Regions from separate parts of the Gossypium hirsutum genome. Here region 2 is linked to region 1. A link is a contact called in public Hi-C data. All regions are on one chromosome and are shown on one strand. The core of a region is the stretch at or near the end of the contact, and the rest is flanking DNA. Distances in the headings are between cores, read along the strand shown. Region 1 holds the start of LOC121207546 (probable pectate lyase 1). Region 2 holds the start of LOC107897843 (dihydroxy-acid dehydratase, chloroplastic).

What was found. A called contact is a pair of places that touch in the nucleus more often than the background predicts.
Region 2: a Hi-C map of leaf shows a contact between it and region 1, with 2.4 times the contacts expected there. The contact joins the promoter of LOC107897843 here to the promoter of LOC121207546 in region 1. A contact is called at or near these places in 4 of 34 Hi-C or Micro-C datasets (hypocotyl and leaf).

What each region holds. Positions count from the first base shown.
Region 1 is chrA10:63,581,457-63,588,915 of Gossypium_hirsutum_v2.1, forward strand. LOC121207546 (probable pectate lyase 1) reads right to left here and starts at 1,985. Exons shown (of 7, transcript XM_041077853.1): 1 at 1,707-1,985; 2 at 1,239-1,292; 3 at 709-792. The coding sequence starts at 1,804.
Region 2 is chrA10:63,983,705-63,990,944 of Gossypium_hirsutum_v2.1, forward strand. It overlaps LOC107897843 (dihydroxy-acid dehydratase, chloroplastic), which reads right to left and starts at 5,833. Exons shown (of 14, transcript XM_016823421.2): 1 at 4,932-5,833; 2 at 4,399-4,470; 3 at 3,694-3,741; 4 at 2,483-2,637; 5 at 2,210-2,404; 6 at 2,015-2,126; 7 at 1,788-1,857; 8 at 1,623-1,681; 9 at 1,391-1,514; 10 at 1,191-1,261; 11 at 742-843; 12 at 379-459; 13 at 1-82. The coding sequence starts at 5,453.

The DNA.
Region 1 (7,459 bases), core at 735-3,234:
ATCTTTGATTTTACTACTAGATGGGCTTGTAAATTATTGTCGGTGGGAGTTAAATTAATCCCAATTTGTAAAGATGGCATAAGCAGACAAAACATGATGTAGAATTTTGTTATTTCGAAAGGACATTAAGGTCATTCACTCCAGGTATAACGGCTAGGACATGCTGTTTCTTTTCATTTTTAACGAAAAGAGACAAAAGAGTCTTGTTTGTTTATCTTATTTAGCTGGTCCAGTGTGCAGCAATCACCAAGAATAAGAACAATAAAAAATCCTCCAACTTACCATTTACCCTGCTTCCTTCATATTACAACTTTTAAATCAATAATGAGGTAAATAAAAGAGTGGTTGTGCATGAAGAAGTGAGAATTAGTCATGTGATGCAATAAAACTGTAATTATAGTAAGGTTGATAAAGCGTTTAATTGCTTTGAATAAAAAATTTGTACTTCGAGGTACGATTGGAAAGACAATGATACGGTCATGTGATGCAAGAAATATTAAAAAGGGTCGTGCCCGTTAGACACGGATCTGACTATAATGGTGGAGTCGGGAGTAAACAAACAACATCAACATATAAGATTGTAATCCATTTGATTTATGGTTAATGATAAATGAAAATTTGGCAAAAAAAGGGAATCTTTCTGCTTCAACTTTTACATTCTCTATTTACATATTTAGCAATTCAAAAGAAATGTTTATAGAGACTCACATGTCAATGATGGTCTTAACCTCGGCTGCTACGGCCTCTGGATCAGCCACAGCATGTTCATTCAAGGCCTTAACCTCTTCTGACCTGAAATCCCAATCACACCAACCCAAATTCCAATTAAATAAAATTAATTCTAAATATTTCATTTTAATTTTCTTATTCTCGTCGGTGACTAATAATTCTATGAAACACACTGCTTAAAGCGGATTCACTGTGTCGTCCACCAACAGTACTCCAAAACCGTTACAAAAGTGTTTTTCAAGGGGGAAGAAACAGAAACCCCGTGTGGACCCCTCGACGGGAATTTATAAAATGCCCTTCCTCATTATACCATCTTTTTCTTTTTCTACATACGGGAATTGAATTGTGTAACGGAGTAAATGGTTGAGATCTAAGGATCTGGATCTCAACGGATGGGATCGTTATTTCATGGTTAAACGGAGATTAAACATAACGGCTGAGATGATCAGAATTGGAAAAAGAAAACGAAAATAAATACAAAAAAAGGCTAGTTTTAAGCTCTACATTACCTAGTTGCCATTGTTGAGTTTTTTGAGTTCTGCAGCTTCTCTATCTCCACAGTGCTGTAAAAATATATAAACATAATATAAATGAAAATTGAAATTTTCTAGTATTTTGCAGTGATGCTCCATTTTCAGTTAGCATTTTTTTGAAGAAAAAAAAAGAGGACACTGAAATCTCATTTTCAACGTATTAAGTGAAGTTTTTGAAGAGGGAATATTAATGGATCCGTTAGAAAGGAAAAATTATTTTTTCTTTCTGAGAATGAGACTATTTTTCAAGATCTAAACAATGAAAATTCTGTATAGTTTTTGTATTCTAATTCACCATAAAATGACATAATGTATGTAGGCAACAATTTTGCAAGGCAAATTCGAAAACCCGAGAGAAAACAAACAATGGAGACTCTCTGTGTCTTTCTTTTACTAAAATAAAACTGAGAAAGCTTGAAAACTGAGTTGAAGAAAGAGAAAGACCTGGAATCGTTGTTGGTCTGTACAGTGGCCATTGCTCCAACAAGAAACAAAAACAGAACAGCTAAAGAAGCTAAAAACCATTTCTTGGAAACCGCCATTGCAGTTTTCTCCGCTTCTTCGGTACTTAAAAGCTTTCTCTCTATCCAAACAGAGGAAAAATTGAGAGAGAGACAGAGAGATCCAAGGAAAGAAGGAGATGGTGAAGCAGGGAGAGTCAGAGTACAAGCTCCAAGCAAACGGCTTTTATAGAGCCACGAGCAAAAAAAAAAAAAAAAAGTGAACACCAAAACAGAAAGACCAAAACGACGCCGATTATATACCCAAAATATTAAACGTTGGAATTTTCTGGGTAGGTTTACTTTAACCAAATAACCTAAGTCACCTAACCGCCACTAACTGTCTCTCTTCCGCACTCCATTTTCACCGGGGTTAAATAAGTTTAATTTTACTATTTTAACTGTTGGATAATGCCACGTCAGATATTACGGGCGTACGGTTGGAGAAGGGAGCAGAATGTCACACAGTTTCCTGCTGAATTTGCGGCATTAAATGATGTGTTTTTTAATTAACCACATTAATAAATATTGGCTTAAAATATGCTATTAGTCCCTGTACTTTTATAGAATTTTAGATTTAGTCCTTATACTTTAAAATTTATTATACTTGCTCCAAACATCCTCAAACTATGACTCATTCTAAATTGTTCATCAAACTTTAAAACATTTTAATTACATCCTCAAACTATTAAAATCGTTAATTTGACTATTAAATGAGGTGTAAGATTTTATGTGATATAACTTAAAATGAAAATTTTTAAGAAAATAAATATTGTAAAAATGGATGTTGTAAAGATCTTGGTGTTGGGATTTTTGAAACTTCTACAGAAACAACCGTTCACTCTCTTCTTGTTCAGTTTTACTTTATTTTTAGTTTTTAATTGTAAAAGTTACACAATAATAACATTTTACTTTTCTTTAAAATTTTCATTTTAAATTATTTCACATAATAATTTATGTGTCATTGAAAGATTAAATTAACTATTTCAATAATGGTGGGACATTATGAATAGTTTGGGAATGTAATTAGAACATTTTGAAGTTTAGGGACCAATTTAGAATGAAGTTAATAGTTTAGTGCAATTAACTCTTAAAAGTTAAAAATTCAACCCTCTTACTTTTCCGATTTAAAAATTCTAGTACAATTATTGTGCTATTTGTAGTTTCTATCAAAATTTATCAATTTAGCATATTTATTTTATGTTGCAGCTACATTGATAAATTTTTGATAAAAAAAAATACATGTGATTTAAATGATTAGAATGAAATTTTTAAATTAAAATAGTAGGATTAAGTGAAGGAAATGTTATTTAAAAAAGAAAGAAAGAAAGAAATTAAAATTACGTGTGCGCCAATCACGGCCTTGAGAAAGTGAGGGGATTTTGACTCCAAAGAAGATTCAACTAAAAGGATACCAAATTGGTATTCTATTTTCTCTCTCTTCACATGGCTCTTACATATCATTTTAATAACATATTTAGACACCCACTACTAGATATGATTCTAAAACAAATTTGATTTTTAGATGCTTTTAACAATTTCTTTTTATAAACCTTTAAATACAATACTTTTTATTATCATTTTATGTGATTTTATTTTTTCACCATCTCTCATTTTCAGACATTCTCATGATCTATTTTTTATAATGACAAAAAAAAAATTGTGATTTATTTTTAAAATGTATTATTTTTTATAAAACTTTTTACTTATTATTCTAATTTTAAGTTTAATTTTATTTTAATTATTATTTATTTTAAGTCTAACGACTTCAACACATATCTATTAAATTATCATTTTCCTTATCTTATTACACTAATTAGTGGTGAGTATTCAATCGAACCCAAGTCGAATTAAGTAAAATTTTTTTTGAGTTAGTCGAGTTAACAAATCTTATTTTAGCAACCGAACTCAATTTGAATTTTTTCGAATCAAGTCAAAAAATTTCGAGTTAAGTCGAGTTGAGTTAACAAATCCTATTATTTATACTCAATGGTGCATTTTACATGGACTAATAATTTAACTAGTAGACGAAATATAAGATTATTTAACTACATAAACAATATAATGGTTTTGCCTTTTAACTTAATGAGTAAACGACATAATTTTGTTTTTTAACTTAATGGTTTTAACTTTCAACTTTATAAAAGGTAAATATTTATCAAAACAACGTAGGTTTGCCTTTTCTTATTCAGATTTTCGGATAACTCGAATTGTAATTCATATTTGAGTTAAATCAAAAAAATTATTTTTTTATTCAAGTTGATCTGAATAACTTGATTAACTCAAATTACTCAAACTATTTAATTCAAAATTTAAATTTTTTATCGAGTTTTTCGAATCGACTTGAATTTTTCTCACCCCTAACACTAATAACCATACATCGCATTAATGTTAAAAATATTACATTTCCTATTCTATAATCATTATATATTTTAAAAAAATCACTTTAATATTTGTTGATGTGAATCGGTATCATTTAACTTGAGACATTATTTTCTTAATGGAACTTGAGACACTAATTTAATGAGAGATAATAAGGTTGATTTTATATATTTATTTTAGACTAAAATAATAAAAACATTAAGTTGTGGTCTATTGGTTGAGTGTTATTTTTTAATGAATAGTTTGAGTTTGAATCATAGTTGTAAAAAAAATCATAATTGTACAAAAAAATCCCTTAAATATGGATTGTTATTTGATAAACTAACAAAGGTATGTAATCTCCAAAACTCGGCTTAGACGCTACGGCCGAATTTGGAAAATTACATTGGCCACCGAAATGGCCTAGTAGAACTATCGGAGTTCATAAAATAGTCGTTTTAAAACATTTGCTTATTTTTAAAGAAAAACTTAGCGTATTATATTCTTTTCACTAAAAAATAAAATTTTCCTAAAATGATCGATTTTAAAGTTCACTTAGAAAAACTTGATTTTCAATCTATTTACTTTTCAAAAACTCATTTACATGATATCAGAGCGGGAAGTGATATTCAAAAGAGTTTCAATGAAGAAAAACCAGAATTTTATGAGTAATTAATTCAAAATCCATATTTCAATATCCTAAAATCAAATTAAATGTTTGTTGGATCTGATGCCCAAAGTGTAGTATTTTCGTCAATATACATTTGTAATTTTTCGAACAGATTGGTTAATAAAATAAAATCATTCAATCATAATGAACATGTTGAGTTGTGACATATTGAACAAATTTTCTTAAATATTTACCGGGGGTAAAATTGTTAAAATTTTATCGGGGGTAAAATCGTCAAAATTTTACTGGAGTAAAGTTGGGATGAGAAAATTATTTAATATATAATTTTTTTGGGACATAGAAAAATTGAATTGGGTTGGATCACATTACAGAGTACTGAGTCAAAAAGGTTTAGGAAGTACTCGTAAGTGGACTCGATGTGAGAGAGGCCCCAAACCCCTCATATAATATGAAGGGGGCGACAACCTAGTAGAAATACAATGGTGAGTCTTTCATTCCTATCTTACTTTAAGTAAGAGTTTTTTTTTTAATATAAACCTTTACAACTCTACTAGGTTTCTACTTTCTCTTCTTATAAATAGATGGCACCGGTAGAGGTATTAACACAACTTTTGAGAGATTGTTATTCTGCCGAAAAATAGAGAGAATTTATTCTCAACTTTTAAATATATCCAGAATAACAATTTTACCAGTTTCTTTTAAAGAGGAGAGAATTTTTGTTAAGAGAGAATTTTTGTTTTCACCCCAAAAAGAGAACTTTTTCTAGTTTCGTGTTTTGGTTCAATTAGTCAGAACCCACACTCGAAGCAGTTCGTGGTACGAGAATAGGGAAGAAGATCATTTGGTTGAAAGTCGAAAAACATTAAGGATCTGCTTATCAGAAAACACAGGTGCGTATTCGGTTAAGGTTTATTGCTATAAATATCACAAACCAGGTCAATTTTCAAAGTTTTAATTTTCCGCTGTGCAAGAAAATCGTTTTCAAACCAGATTTTTCCAACAATGTTGTGCATGCCAAATAAACTCAAAACAAAAGTCTCATACCATAGTTTGAATAAAATAATACAGTTTTAAATAACATAGATTATAATATTAAGTCTACAATAATTTTAATGAAAACATTAATCTGAGCTGAGACCTTCCAAATATAGAGTCTGCATCTTAACCTTATGGGGTATCCGTAAAGATGAATATTAAAGGGAGTGAGCTTAATAAGGTTAGTGTGGGTCCAATCCCAAGAAAATCGATGTAAAATAGTAAACAAAGCATACGGAATAAAAATTCTTAGAAGAATTACAATTGTATAACAATTCAGAGTATCAGTTTCTCATACCAACACATTAGTATAATATTTCAAAATTCACAGTTTTGTATGAATGTGCTTATAAATGGCTATGCGATTTCAGTTTAACAGAAAAGGTCTTATCCAACTCTGTTATACACCACAGTAAGACTTTCCCAAAACTCATCCATCTGTTACACATTGCGTTGTGGATAAACCAGCACTGATTTGTATATAAATTGTTAGTAAAAAAATTTGTGGGTAAACCATCAGTATTTTTAGATAAAAAAACCTTACAGATAAACTGCCACTATGTTGTGAATGAACCACCACTGTTATAAACAACCACTCTTCCTCCATTCATATCATTCCACCCCATGCAATGCAATATGACATGCTTGTAATAGAATAGTGTAGAAATAGTAGATATGCTTAACATGTATTCAGTTCAACAAAAACAATAGACATGCTTAATATGTACTTAGTAGAGCGGTAGCAGTATTAATAGTAACAGTTTATCAATATTACATTGACAAAAGGCATGTAATATTCTCATATCACAAAATACAATAGTAACAAATCAGTCATTAAATCATATATTCCAAAGTGAACATACTAACTGGGACTCAATTGAGTGTCCAAAAACTCTAAAAACAATACATGGACTAAACTGAACAATTCACAAAATTCTGGGAAAACTATAAAATAGGAGTCATATGGATGTGTAGCCAAGTCGTGTGAAAGGCTGGAGACCATACGGAAGGGTTACATAGCCATGTAGCTAGACCGTGTAACGATCTAATACTGTGTGAAAAATAATAATTTTACCTTACAGAAAGGACACAACCATGTAATAAGCTAAGGTCGTGTACTTCACAAAGTCCTTAAAATTTACAAGTGCACATGGTCATGTGATGGCCGTGTGGTCCACCTATGTGGTCCATACACCTATGTGGGAGATCGTGTGGCCCTAAACCTACATAATATCACCATTGATTCACTTGGAAAAGACTCACACCTTTCACCGCAGGTCCAGTTGATGCTTCCCATGATCAACTTTGATTTGATTCACCTAGATTCGGTCTTTCAACAATAAATACACACAATTAATGATTGGTATCAAGATTTAGCAAGATTTCAAATAAATTGACTAATCAAACTTAAATATTAATGTGGGATAATGCTATTACGAAATTACGAAATCTTAACTATTGAAACGAATACTTACTGAAACATTGGCAAAGATTACGAATGCTATTGACGGCAATTCTAAACTATGATAGGGAATAATTGAATGTGGATGATTCAATATAGGAAAGTAAAATATTTACCAACACAAAGTTGAAAAAATATGGTGCAATGTAAGGAAAAGAAAAGAAAAAGAATATGAAAAACAATTTCACTAGAATTTTGAAAAAGGCAA
Region 2 (7,240 bases), core at 4,583-7,082, 410 kb after region 1:
TCAACTGAACATTAATGGTCCTCTTCTGAACATCAATGCTGATGACGTCCCCATTCTGGATTAGACCAATGGGGCCACCCTCCTTTAAAAACAATGCCGATATTAATCATCATATTTCATTATCACACTTTACCCATTTCACTAGTTTGTTGCCTATGAATAAGGTGAGCTTCATATTCCACAATTTTATTCATTAATTTCATAATTTTAAACTATTTCGGAGCTTCGATTTTGTCCAAGATGCAGGATAAAGCATATTGTTATGCTAAGACAGAAAGAAACACGAGAAGGATCACAAGGACTAAAAATGCACGATGTTAATCTTTCATTAGTGTGCCAAAATTATCATGTAAATCTGTGCATGAGAAATTACTGCACCTGTGCTTCAGGGCAAACATGGCCTACAACGAATCCATGTGAACCTCCGGAAAATCTACCATCAGTGAGCAATGCAACATCCTGCAGTATTTACTTTCAACATTCAAATCAAATAGCACTTTAAAGGGAACAATATTTACGTCAGCAATTAGAAAGATGTAATTCAAGTTGAAAAGACACTAAAAAGAGGTAAGTCTCGGGACTGCTCAAACAACAAGGCTTATGCTTCCATTAACCATAGAATTGGGATTTTGAATCTTTTTGTCCCTTTTCGGTGAAAAGTGTATAGAATAGCATGTTTATAGATCTTTAACAAAAAATATGACATTGGTGGCAAATCACTTGGACTTAATACCACAATACCTTTCCGAGACCTGCTCCCATTATTGCACTAGTTGGTGTCAACATTTCAGGCATGCCTGGGCCCCCCTTGGGTCCCTCCCCTCTAATGACTACTACTTTTCCCTGGAAATTTACGAGCAGAAACAACAATAAATGTTTAGCAAATGCAAATGCATATATAAGGAATGCAAAATGAAACTCACATTCTTGACTAAAATGTACTCAACAAGGTTTATCCTAGAGAATATCATAAGAAACAATTTGGAAAAAATTATAGATATCAAATCAAACAGATAACACAGAACAAACTCTCAGCATTCAGCAACTAGAATGAAGCAGCTACTATTTATCTGAAACAAAATTCAAGTAATACAATTTCTCACGGTCCATTGTTAACAAAAAACACAGGGCCACCACTTTACTAAGCACTTATAGAATTAAAAGCATCCTACGATGCTAGACACATGTACCTTAAAACTCATAGGATTCTCTGAGATAGCTGCTAGCATAGCTTCCTCTCCTTCAAAGACAAGTGCAGGACCTACAGAACAATTTTTACAATCATTGTTATGAAGACAATATATTTTTAATTATTAAAAAATCTCACATAACATAATAATGAACATAAAGCACAAAACTTCAAAATAGAAAGAAAGGGTAAAAGAGACACCAGAGAAATATAGTCCTTCTTTTCCTGTAATTTTTGCTACAGAACCCTCTGGTGCAAGATTCCCTCTTAATATTTGGATGTGCCCCGTTTTCTTGATAGGATTTGACACCGGTTTTAGGATATCCTTGAAAGCAAATTTGAGACTGATCAGACTAGCTGTATTTCATGGCATCTAAAAATTTCAATAGGGAACAAATTATTTTTGGGGAGTAAGAAAGACATCAGCACCAACCTGCCCCTCGGGTAAACAAGGATAACTTTTTGCGTTTTCTGCCAATGTCCTCCCAGTCACTAGAGAGCAAAAAACACCAAATATTAAGAATATAGAAAAATAAAGCTCTAAAATTATCGTAAATGAATAAATGCTAATGGAAGTATGGAACCCAAACTGACATACCAGTCATGCAATCCCCATCTAGATACCCAAACTCCAAAAGATAACGAATAACAGCAGGTGTTCCTCCAATCTATCAAAACATGATTTTTTTTTATCCCTCATTATTTGAAAAGATAGGATATACAACATATATAGAGGAAGCTATTAATGTCATCGCTCATCAGCTATACAGGAAAAATACTACTTGAAGGAATTGAATGACAGCAAATAACTTTCAGTTAATTTACCTTATGCACATCTTCAATGACATATTTCCCGCTGGGCTTCAGATCAGCCAGAAATGGAACTTCATCACTAACCTTCTGAAAATCATCAAGAGTCAACTCAAGACCAACAGACCTGGCATGAATGTTTCCAGGAGTTATCTCCACAAGTTTCTGATAATTTGATATATCCAAGGGATGTTTGGCACATTTTCTCACCTAGCTATAGCAATTAAATGCAATACGGCATTGGTTGACCCACCTAGGGCCATGACAATAACCATTGCATTATGTAAAGATTTGCGGGTGATAATGTCTCGGGGTTTTAAATCCATTTTCAACAATTCAAGCAAATACTTTCCAGCCAAACGACATTCATCCAATTTCAATGGGTCTTCAGCAGGTATTGAAGAGCTTTTCAGGAACGAGAAGAAAAAGTTTAAGAGAAAAGGCAGAAATACCAAAATCTCAATCCAGAGAGCATATTTCTACCTGTAAGGAAGAGACATTCCCATAGCTTCAATTGCTGAAGCCATTGTATTTGTAGTATACATTCCCCCACAGGCCCCAGCTCCAGGGCATGAGTTACGGACAACATTCATTCTCTGCTCGTCACTTATTGATCCACTAGCATACTCTACATAACACTATGAGGCCAATCAGAAAAAAAATAAAAAACAGTTACAAGATTACCGAATTTGTCAAAATTTGTTTTTATTTTCTGATAAATTCACGTCATAGAAGTTAATCTTCACATATTACCATATGGTAGACTATCTAATAAAATTGCTAGATCTTGGCAAACTTCAAAACAGTCTGTCAGTCCTTATTCTAATCCTCAAAGGGCATATAAATGGGAAAAAGATAATGAAAATCAAAAGCAAACTTTGTCACTCAAAGGTGAATACTACTTCAGTTCAGGTAGGGGTTGAAAACTGAATCCAAAGGAAATGTACCAAGAAATAGCCCCCAAAGTTTGTGTGCCAACACCAGACACAGATCAATTGAACTAACAATCTATTCCACCTAAATATTCAGTCAATCCTTAACTTCTCAAGAAGATTCTAGGAAGACAGCAAATAGGAAAATATCACATTGCTCATAAGTCAACCAGGAAAAGTAAACTTCTCCCTTTTTAGATAGAATGCTCCCCTTTTAGATAGAATGGGTATAAATTCCAAAAGCTTGCAAAGGAAGAGATTAATGCAAAAGACAAACTCCAAAGAGCATCAGCTATTATAAAATGAAATACAAAAAAGGTTGGCAGTTAAATTTGTCTGCCACACACAACCTTGAGGTTCTTGATCATAAGCATACACAGAAGGTCATAGTTTAATCTTATGATTGTAAACTTTCATATTTTATTCCTCACAGAAATAGCCCATATACTTGCCAAAAATGATCATAGTTGAGGGAAATTTTATAGTATATTTTTATCTAAGTGTAATGTTCTTAACAAAAGATTGTAGTATCAGCATAATATGTCAAGTTCCTTGCTTTACTTTCAGAAATTTTCTTGTATTTGTCACACAAACTTTTATTGTCCTAAAAGCAAAGAATTAACAGACACCAAGCGTCTGAAAAAGGTAAATTCTTGAGCATAGGAATAACAAAACCAAAGAAAAAATTCAGCTAAGATGAAGATATAATAAGAAGCAATCAACTGTCATAACAAAATTCATTTAGCATATCACTGTGCATACCTGGAAGGCAGATATTATATCATATGTATTGCCTTGAAAATGACCAGGCTGCAAAAGAACAAGTACAATAAATAAATAAAGGCCTTTTGAAAATTGACGAACTATAACTATTTAAATTTGCAGCAATGTTACCTGAACTTCAATGAAATACACTATAGTATATTAAATGGCTATATGATGTATAATGAACAATGGAAGGGAGAAGCAGAGTAACAGATTGCAATAAACCTCATTTCTGACATGCAATCGTACAAGGACATAATATATTTCAGGTCAGAACTTAGAACATTTGATGCCTCAAATTCTTTCAAAAATATTCAGACATGATTTTCGGCGTAACATATTTGCCAGCATATCGTGTTATTCCAGGCCCACTCAATTTAGCCATTTGTTCTTTGCTGGATGCATTGATAAGAAATGTAATGAACACGTAATGTTTACGGGAAAGTTACAAAAGAATACAGCATTTATGACTCATAAGAATGAGTGCTTTCCACTTTGAAACCAATCCTTATAGCCTTGTTGTATATGATAGGTTCTGAATGTTAGATTTTTTTAAAACAGTGGCAGTGATTTTCTGAATAAAACTTACAACAGTGTTCTAAGAGCAAAACTAATAAAATATCAAGACTAAATGAGCCATTTGCAATGAAAGGAGAGTAGCCCATTGATGACACTTGCACTAGACAAAGCAAAGAAGAAAACCTTGATAGTTCCACCATAAACCATAAGACTTGGCCGATTGAGCCTCCCCATTGCAATAAGTGTACCTGGCATCTAAAGAACTAGCTAGCATTAGACTAATAGAAGGCACAATTGAGAAAGCAAACCTATATCAGACCATAGTTTATGATTGTTGAACTTTAATGAACCACAACTGCATTAACACATAAACTACTTCTATAGCTCTACCAAAGTCCAAACAATCAGAGCCCATGGGAAAATGTCTAAAAATTAAATTAATTTGATCACTTCAAATCAATTTTATTTTTTCAATCAAACCAGATAAAGAACACTCTTGAGTTAAATGCAGTTTACATCCTTTTCTTTCCTCTTCTCTTTCTCACAATTAAAAGCGATGAGCATATAACTAAATCACATTTATCTTTTTGTTTTTTTTTCCTTTCACAGTAAGGCAAGTTCATATATAGCGTCAAAATCAGGAAAAATAAAACACAAAATGCTTACAAAAGTATTAAAAAGAAAAGAAGAAGCAAAGTTAGAAACAAAGAGCTTACATTTTTATCACAACCGGGGATAGAGATATTGTCATCATACCACTGAGCACCCATAACCGTTTCAATACTATCAGCAATCAAATCCCTTGACTGCAAACTGAAGCTCATTCCCCTCGTCCCCATCGAAATCGCATCGCTTACTCCGACCGTATTGAATCTAAACCCAACCATCCCAGCGTCCTCAACACCCCGTTTCACCTCGTCCGACAGCTTCAACAAATGCATGTTGCACGGGTTCCCCTCGTACCACACCGACGAAATTCCCACTTGGGGTTTCGACATGTCGTCTTCTGATAATCCTACCCCGTATAGCATCGCCTGGGACCCGCCTTGTGACTTCGGTTCCGTTACTCTTGAGCTATATTTGTTGAGTTTTACTGTGGGTGGAGAGGGAGGGTCGGGTGTTACGGCTGCTTGGGATTGTGCCGTTATGAAAAGACATCGGCGGCGGTTTGGAGGAGGGGTGAGTGGTTTATTCGTGGGGATTACAGTGGCGCGTAAGGTTAGAATAGTGGCTTGCATGGCGGCGGGGGATGGGTTTAAGGTAGGGGATCAAAAAAAGCTGACTACACTTTACTTAGTTGCTTGTAAGGAATGACTGCTAGACACACGTACCATGCACTGATACACATGCTTATTTAAGGTTACAGGATAAGAACAAATCTTCGTGTGGGTCCCAAAAAGATGAGTTTAGATTCAGGTATAAAGCACGGTGGCGCGTGGTACAGAGTATAGGGACTAACCGGCGGAGGGAGTGGAAATAAGGGTGGCTTTAGAGACGGGTGAGAGGGCAATGCTTTTATTTTATTTATTGCATAAAATAGTTTATGGGTAAATGGAAGACGAAGAGGAGAGCCGGTCAAAACTGTGGTTGGTAATGTGCGCGCGCGTGTGTCGTTTTTCTGTTGTTATCTTCTGAAAGATAGCCACAAAATAAGGTAAGCGGATGATGATTCTATATTAATTTTTATCTATACCAGTCTTATGCCAGTTTTTCTTTAATAAATATTTATTTATAAATATATCATACTGGGACATAAGTTCTGTGTGAGGAAGCTACATTTTCGGTCAACTGATAATAATGGGACCACTAATAATGAATCATATTCCCCTTAAATTGAACCAACCGTTTCAAGTGTTGATTTGGGTATTCACCGTATTGTTTTTAAATTGCAGCCTATTTTGAATCATTTGAATCGTGGTTGTTTTTATTTTAAAATTATTGGCATTGATTGCGGACCTTGTTATGCTTTCTCGCATCGCATTTAGTGCATCACGTTTAGTGTAGGTAAGGCGTACTTACGCAACGTTCTCTGATTCATTGAGATTTCTTTCCGGTCATTCACTTGTTGTTTTCGTAAATCTTTAAATAATGAATTTTCTTAAGGTAAATTAATTACAAGAAGTAGATTGGTGTTCATGAGTTAACGATTGCGCTTAATGATTTGCTTCGAATCTGAGTATGGTTTGTTTGGAGTACCGGAGCTTCGGGTCATAACGACCTGGAAAATAATAAAAAAATAAACAAAAATTAAATATTGTATGTATAAGTTTTAATGTTTTTACTTATCTTATTAATTGTAAAAAAATATTTTCAATATTTATTGTTGAAATCTCCCCGGCAATGGTGCCAAAAACTTAACCGTCTATCATTTATAATTAAATATAACACCAAAAAATATATAAGAATTTAGGACAGCAATGCCTGCAAGTGCACAGGTCAAATTGTAATATAGTTTAGTTACAACGAAAGACTTGGAAGTGTTCTGATGATTGTTCGTACCCAAGGGAAGATGGCATAAATTATGAAAACTTTTTTACAATAATAAGTCTAAGTAGTAGTAACTAATTCCTATATTACAACAAACCATAAAATAGATTAATGAGATAAAAATAAATAACTAAAATAATTAAATATGAAAAATAAACAAATGAATTAAATCAATAAACCAGTCAGGAAGATTAACTCGCTTTAAGGTTTGTAATTACCTTTAGATTAGGGTTTTAGGGTGAATTAGCTATTGATTAACCAATTATTACTTCCCGAAGTCTAACTAGTTAATCGATTGGTTGATGCTCTCTTATCTCCTGACCTTATTTTCTCAACTAGAATAAACTACAATTACTCGGTTTGACTTATCTCTCGACCTCTTCTAACTTGTGATAACTTCCTATGGTTGCCAAGCCTAATGGTTTAAGAACACGTAATCTATACCAACTAATCCTCTCAGGAAACCCTAAATCTTCCGTTAATCACATCCCCATCCACTCGTTAATCTCCTTTAAGGGATTAGCCATTCATGTTATTC